2 separate regions of the Rattus norvegicus genome follow, and region 2 is linked to region 1. Evidence: chromatin contacts called from public Hi-C data. All regions are on one chromosome and are shown on one strand. Each heading gives the region's core, a stretch centred on a gene start, on an enhancer-like site or on the middle of the called end of the contact. The rest is flanking DNA. Distances are from core to core; before and after follow the strand shown. Region 1 has its middle 230 kb from the start of Pphln1-ps1. Region 2 has its middle 89 kb from the start of Pphln1-ps1.

Evidence for each region. Hi-C and Micro-C count contacts between places; a contact is called where the count stands out from the background.
Region 2: a contact with region 1 is called in a Hi-C map of Schwann cells, with 2.2 times the contacts expected there. The contact joins two enhancer-like sites.

Annotation. Positions count from the first base shown.
Region 1 is chr1:220,830,176-220,834,075 of GRCr8, forward strand. No RefSeq gene overlaps it. Among named protein-coding and RNA genes, the nearest start is that of Pphln1-ps1, 230 kb to the right of the region's middle. Within about 2 kb of position 2,241, at least 10 of the 93 cell types and tissues checked have an H3K27ac peak or open chromatin away from gene starts, as enhancers often do. A contact at or near this core is called in Schwann cells, where this site is marked.
Region 2 is chr1:220,968,255-220,972,154 of GRCr8, forward strand. No RefSeq gene overlaps it. Among named protein-coding and RNA genes, the nearest start is that of Pphln1-ps1, 89 kb to the right of the region's middle. Within about 2 kb of position 1,912, at least 46 of the 93 cell types and tissues checked have an H3K27ac peak or open chromatin away from gene starts, as enhancers often do. A contact at or near this core is called in Schwann cells, where this site is marked.

The sequences.
Region 1 (3,900 bases), core at 991-3,490:
CTGTAAGTACGCTGACGTGTGCCTGCGGGTGGGCAAATATTAAGTTAAAAATGTAGACAGCACAATTGAGATTGCCCGTGCACACACATTCATTCCACTGCTTGTACATGCCCTCCACGCCATTCGAGACTGCGTTTCTCACTTGCAGCTTCATATACGGGCTCTATCTCTGCCTCCCATCTCACCATCAGAGCACTAGAGCTACTGACTGCTACCTGCAGTTGTTTTGCCACCTTAAGGTGTGTGGGTTCTGGAAGTTCAAACTCAAGACCCCACACTTGAATAGCAAGTTCAAGACCCACTAAGTTATCTTCCCAGCCCTGATGAGCATTTTCAAATATAATACTGGAAAGTGTGTATCTATACATACACACAAAAAGGTACTCAGAAGCACATCATTTTTAATACGGAATTTGATATCTAAAGGATCATTGGCAGCCCTTTTCTGAATAGCTAGATAATTATTGAATATGATGTAGAAACAGCTAGTCCTGCCCATTGTCCATGGCATATGCTACAGGTTACGTTTCCCTCTCTAGCCTCTCCTGCCCCAGTCCGTGCCCATGCTTGCTAACTTTCAGAAAGTACATTCTTTCTTCCCATTTATATGAGCAGAAGGAAAAACAAGGAAAGACAAGGCAAAGGAAGGGAAAGACACACATACATTAAAAACAGAAATTAAAAATGTTTGCTAACTCCTTCATTAGAGATACCCAGTTATGAGCTGGCACTCACAGGACTGGAGAGGAAAAACAATAAATAGCTATCCGAAAATTAATAGAGAAGTTGACAGAACAGACTCAGGGAAAGGTCAAAAATCAAACTAAACCTCTGGAATCCAAGATGGCAGGGTAGCTAATAGGAATGGGCTAGCCTGCATTGAAAGCTTAAAGATCAGAACATTTGCCCAAGTACCATGGGTGTCCCCTGATCGAAACCAGCACTGTTCTGTTTTGCAATATTCATACCTTTCCCTCATCTCCACCCAGCTATGCTCACTCAGTTGTGTTGCCATCCAAATGCTGAAGGCCTTTGGGTTGTGCATCACTGACCTCGGACGTTTACTCAACAAATGATTTTTCGGAACTCTAGTTTAGCTGCCAAGAATCTAGACGTTTCCAAAAGAAAAATAGCTTATTACTGACAATGTTTTTAAACCAGGAAGCCATAAAGCCTTTGGTAATACCCTCGCTTCATTCATCAAACCAGGCATTCTAATAATTGCCTGAAGTCAAAGGGCACTTGATGACAGATGACCAACAGAATACACAAGCAAGTGTGAGCACGTGCACAGGCACACGCACAAACACGTGCACACACTTGAGTATGCACACTCCCCATAGCAACAGGAGCAAAACACACAACAAGCCTTGTTCTCCCATAAAACTGACTTCATTCTGCTGTTTCTAAAGGAAGTTCATAATTCTGTCCACTTTGCCAAGCTCCTGTACAATAGAAACAGTCTTGACTCAGTTTTTTTCTTTATAAGCTTTTCGACCCCATCGTTTAACACAAAAGTACAGCTGTTCTCACTGGATGTTTGGCCATTTTCCAGAAGAACCGAGAGATGCCCTGCTTAGTCCCTAATACTTTTTTAAAAATGAGGTAGTGTCTATTTCTGCCTCCTTGAAAGGCAGGTCTAGGGGACAGATGGCAGGGAGCAGGAAGTCCCTGAAATCAATTGGCTCTGTGGAAAACTGTGAATGGAGGACATCCTTCATTTGCTCTAACCATAATGCATGGGGCTTGCATTTTGTGCTCTATCAAATCAAACCTTCCCCAAGGGAAACCTGATTCTTTTAGGCTCAGTCTCTGCTCCCAGAGCACAGACACACAGCCTCCTCCAATAAGTCCCCATTACTGCCGACTGCATTGGTTTCAGAGCCAAATCCCAAGGGCTCCAAAGATGGCTCATTCAATCTTCCCCACTAACCAATCCCAAGAGTTTGCTGCTCTGCTCACTTGGCTGAGTATCAGAAGCCGCAGCCCCATGGCTCGGGTGGCTGTGGGCTGGGAGGCTGCTGCAGAGGACAGACCTCCTCTTTCTAAAGCTTTCTCCACACATACTTGGAAAGGGCAAGAAGAAGGTGTGAAAACAGAAGCAGGGGTTTGGTAGGAGGGTGGAAGATTCAATCCTAAACAGGTTTGACTTAAAAAAAGAAACGGTTACTTGACCCTTGCAAAAAACCTCACGCTCCTCAGTGCCCTTCTGGGAACTTGAACCACCTAACTATGTTGTCGCATAGTGAACCCACACCCAGAGTGTTAAGTATCACTGGCTCTGGGTCAGAGAAATGTCATCATCCCCTCCTCCGGGCTGCTGTCTTTAAATAGCTCCTCTTATTTACGGTGTGCATAGTGTTAATGTCCTTTAGTTGCTCTATTTTCAAGGATGGAAAAGCAGTTGCTAAGCATTTCTAAATGACAGCCCCAGGGTTCATTAAAAATATGGCAAACATTTGCTAAGCTCATTAAGTGCAATTTGTGTGTGTGTGTATCAGATTCCTCCTCTGCATGTTCTGCGTGACCAAACATCTATTAACCCTAATCTCATTGATGAGTCTGATACATTCAAACCAGCAATTAGACAAAACAAAAGGGATATTTATGGAGAGACTCCTAAACGGGCTTTCATATTGGTCTAAGCTGTTTCAAAACGACAGTTTAATTCCCCTCCGTTAATACCTCCCTTCCAGGGCTCCCTTTGTTTGATTATAGGCTGTCAGGTTTAGGGATTCTGATTGAATCAAAATTTGAAGCAAACTAAAAACACATAATAATTACGCTATTTAAGCACTGTTGACTACTGTATAAGCAAAGGAAGTGCTCTACAAATGAAGACCCCAGCACAAAAGCTTTCTAAAATGTACTGCTTGCACAATTAGAATGGGCAGAATGTGAATTAGACGGTTGCTTTCCCTGATCCTTTAAATTTTTTCTCCAGTTGATGAGTTTTGTGGCAAAACACCATGCATTAAATCTGTTAACTGGGCAAAAATATTTTAAGGCAGGCTTGCTCTGCCCTTCCTCCCAACCACCCCCTCACCTCCTGCCACCCCAACCACAGCTGTGGACTTGTCTGACCTACAACAACCATTCCAGCTTTCCACTAACTCAGGGCCGGCCGATGTGGTGTTATTATTAGAGGCGGAAAGGATTCCGCATCACTTACATGGTGTAAAGCTGGGCAAATAAACAAGCAGTGCTTACGCTGTCGCCTGATCACACTGGGCCTCCATGTTTGAATGCACTCTTTCAAATAGCAAGTAACCCTTCTTTCTCCAGCTTGTAACATGTCTTAGTTTTCCCCCAAGAAGAAGGAAATTCACCGAGAGGAGGGGATATCCACAGAGTTCCCCAGCAGGAACCTGACTCTGTAGTAGCTCTTGACCAGCTGAGCCTTTGCAAGTTAACTTTTACAGTCACAAAGGAACATGCCTCATTTGGGTTCATTAAATTTCTTCTTACTTGTCAAAGGGCTGGCCAAATTCAGAACTGTGGAGAAAAACCAACCCTACACCATTCTTCTAGGCTATTCAGCACCAGGCAGGGTTTTATTTGAAAGTCATGCCCAGATTTAGATCTTGTAAGTTTGTCTTTGTAGAATAAAGAAAAAGAATTCTGTTGTTCAGGTGAGATGCCCATCCTGCTTTGTCAAATCTCTAGTGTTGCCAGAAAGAGGGACAGTGAGATATAACATGAGGTGATGTACAGACAGCCTGCCTGGATGAGGAGAGGTCTCAGACTCAGAGCAGTATGAAGAGCATTACCTCAGAAACAAAGGAAGCCAGGCATATCCTTCCTTCAGCAAGTGCCAGAGTGCCTGGCCTCATGGAGGAACTACATTCCCCAGCATTCCATGCCACCAGGATTCAGAATCAGAGGCTTGCAAAGAAAGAT
Region 2 (3,900 bases), core at 662-3,161, 140 kb after region 1:
ACTGAAGGGCCCAGAGGCAGTATCCAAATTTTAAAAAATCAGAAGTGAAATGAGAGACATAACAACAGACATAACAACCTGGGCTGGAGAGATGGCTCAGCGGTTAAGAGCACCCGACTGCTCTTCCAGAGGTCATGAGTTCAATTCCCAGCAACCACATGGTGGCTCACAACCATCTGTAAAGAGATCCGATGCCCTCTGTATCTGAAGACAGCTACAGTGTACTTATATATAATAAATAAAATAAATCTTAAAAAAAAAAAACAACCTGGATGCCCGAAATCTCTTAGACATTGGATCATCAACCAAGCAGCATAAATCAGCTGAGATGAGGCCTCCAACACGTATACAGCAGAAGATTCCCAGGTCTGGGTTCAGTCAGAGAAGATGCACCTAACCCTCAAGAGACCAGAGGCCCCAGGAAGTTTAGAAGTATGGTAAGATGGATGGGGTGGGGACATCCTCATGGAGACGGGGGTTGGGGTGGGGGTGGGGAAGAGGGAGTTATAGGATGTGGGACAGTCAGAGGGTACACTGGGAGGGGAATAAAATCTGGAGTGTAAAAATAAATGAATGAATGTAAGGAAGTGAGGGAAGGAGGGAGAGAGGGAGGGAGGGAGGAAGAAAGGAAGGGAGGAAGAATGAAAGAAAGAAAAAATAAATGCCCTATAAGCCAGCTATGTCATTCCTGGGCACATGCTTTATGAACTTTACATCCTACCACAGGGACACTTGCACAACCAGATTTGTTGATGCCACTATGTTCACAATAGCTTAGAAAGCAACAGATGGATGGGTAAGAAAAATATGTGGTACCAATGCACAATGAAATATTACACAGTTCTAAAGAAAATTAAAATTGCCAGGTAATTGGATAAAACTGGAAAAAAATGTATATAACTGAAATAGTTCAGGCCCAGAAAGACAAGCATCCAAAGTTCTTTCTTATCTGAAAATCCTTGCTTCATATCTTTTGTGAGTTTAACTTGGAGGGAAGTTTATTTCTGGTCTATTAATGCTTATTTAAAATTTTTATTTTAAAAACTAATTAGTTACTCATCAGAGATATTACACGATATATTAAAATATTTAACTTCAACTGCATTTGAAGTTATTTTTCTGAAAATATTCACCTTGGTAGTTTATTTTGGTGTGTTCTGGTTCCATGTGTTCTGTTAACATGGATCTGTGGCTTTGCTTTTACTTCTGCTGGGAGATGCTCTATCTTGGACTGCTTTCACTTATCCAGCCAACCTTCTCTCATCAAGGCAACCACAAGTGAGATTCACCTCCCTCCCATTAACCCAAGGCTTACTTCACTTTATTGGCTGTTACTACTACATTCTTTTTTAGAAATTCATCTTTTATTTGAATGTCCTTCACTGCTCTGGTCCCAGCACCAAGTTTGGCTTTGGTTTATTTATAGGTGCTTAGAGATTTCTATGATTTCCTGGAAGCCCAGCAGTGAATCCCAAAGTATATTTAATGCAGAATCCAGCTGACTTCCAGATGAAAAGCCCCGGAGCAGACTTGCTTCACTCTGCCTAAGCCTGAAACCAGCCACTTCCAACTATAAATCTCACCATTAGTTCTCTCCTTGGTGATGAAGCAAGGCCCTGACTCTGAGCTCTCAGAACAGCTCATTTTGGCATGCAGACACCCTAAAGCCCCCATGATCTCTTTTCTTCTCTCTCAATTTCTAATCTCAAAGCACATACTGAAAGAAGTCCAATCTGCTTCAGCCAGCATCACCCAAAAGAAATAGATTCCTGGCTGAATGACTTCGGCCTCCACAGCCACAACTCTTTAATTTCAATGCACAAAGCTGCCTTTTGATCAGTATTTAGGCAGCCTAGCAGGAAATAATGCCCAGTGTAATGAGTCACAGCCTGACTCTACCCAGTCATTGTTCTGAAAGCTGTTTTGGTGCTGAGCCAGCCCTCATGGACCAGGCTCCTCCAGACCTCTCCCAGGCCTGCTGACACTGCACTCAGAGATCTGACTCTACAATGACATTTTCAGTCATCTCCTTTGTCTGAAGTTTGTCTTCGTGTCCACACTCTCTTCTCTGAGTATCCTGACTGTGGAGAGAGAAAAAAAATCAGTGAGTGTGGCCTTTTAGTGGACAGGAAATGTTGGAGGCAAATGTAAGCAAGATACATGACATATACTCACTAAATCTCATCCTGAAGCCCATTACCTTATAGCGGGCTTGAGAAACCAACTGATCAATTTTTAAGCTGATTAATGGTACCATTTGTCCGATCCTATTGAGCATCTTAGGGTAAAGGCAATTCCAAGGACCCGTGGCTCCAAATTCATTTCCAAATGCTTTTACTCCAGAGAGCAGCCCTGAGACTGAGCAGTATAGACAGCAACGTTTGAGTATTTTCAAGCTTAATTGATTAATGAGGGATATATCAACATAAGTGCACTAATGAGATGGCACAGGTGTAAATTAATTCTCCTGTAACATATTGATCTGCCCTGTTAACACAGTTTTAGCTGTTCTAGTGAACTAGGAACTATATTTAATAAAGAAATACCCCAACTCAGAGCGGTCTGTGGATCAGTCTTCTAATGTGAGCAATTAACCCTTGCAATCACACTAGCTAGTGCTATAATGTATTTTTATAAAGGGCAAAAAAACATACTGAGAAGAAAGCAGTTTAGATTCCAAAGCAATATGCCACATGATATTGGCCTAAAAATTAAATTACTGTAAATAACAGCATCTTGGATGTTTTCTGTCTTCTCTTGTTCTTTGTGCATTAAAGCTCTAATGCTGAACAGTTAAAATTGCAATATGAATATTTTTAACACTTGTGTTTTCCTAACCAGTTAGTAGGTAGGTAGAGAACAGGACATTTGTAAGTCCACTCTCAGAGCCACCCATGATGCCTGCAACTGCAGCATGGCTCCTGTAAACTGCCATCTGCATAGTGGCTAAAATTCCCATTGCAAAAGCTGGCAAAAAATTCAAAGTATGAAAATATAATTAATTTAATTTCATTTTTTTAAATCTTTGTAGGGCATTTTACATAAACAAATTCACCAGACAAAATTATCCTCAGAGAGACCACAGTCATTGGCTGGTGATCACCTTCCACATCAGGGCTCTTAAGAATCTTTTGTCATCTCACAAATAGTTCTCTTCCATATTTTCAAAAGAAGGTTCCATGTACGTAAGTACATGGGCAGCTTGTCCTTTACAAAAAATCTAAGGACTTCTCCAAACTGAACTTGGAATCTGAGTTAGGGAATAAATGATCAAGAATTATGCTGGGCACACAAGAAACATTAAAGTGCCTCTTCCTCCTATGGAAAAACACATCAGTGAGCATTTGCCCGTGCAAATGTACTCCAAAGTTAGCATCTTCCATAACATCAGACAATGAATTATTTAATTACCTTTCCTAAAATGTAATGCTCTCAAGTATGGACACCAATTATACAAGAAAGCGGTCAATCCCAAAGGCATCATTATTCCTTGTTCTCTACAGAAACTCTGACAGTGGGATAGCCCAAAGCACCAGACTCATGTATCCCTAAGTAGCTTCCAGTAAATTGCTATTCTGAGGTACTCAACCCCTTTGAGAACCATTGCATTAGTAATGCCACATGTTTTCATTGCAACCTTCTCGGGGCGGTCGCTCTTCTAGCATGCACTGTGGTCCTGCGAAAGAGCTTCAGAAATAGCGTTTCAGGGCTTTATTTTACTTTCATACCAGTATGTTTTAAAAGTCTTGGAGAACTCCCCTTTGGACAAGGATGAACTGAAATTACCGTATAAGGCCATTAACAACTAGAATAGAACTCCATTTATGTACTTACCTCATTGGCCATTACAATGTGAGTTCACCTGTCTTTAGAAATCACGAAAAGCAGGTAGTTGAAATT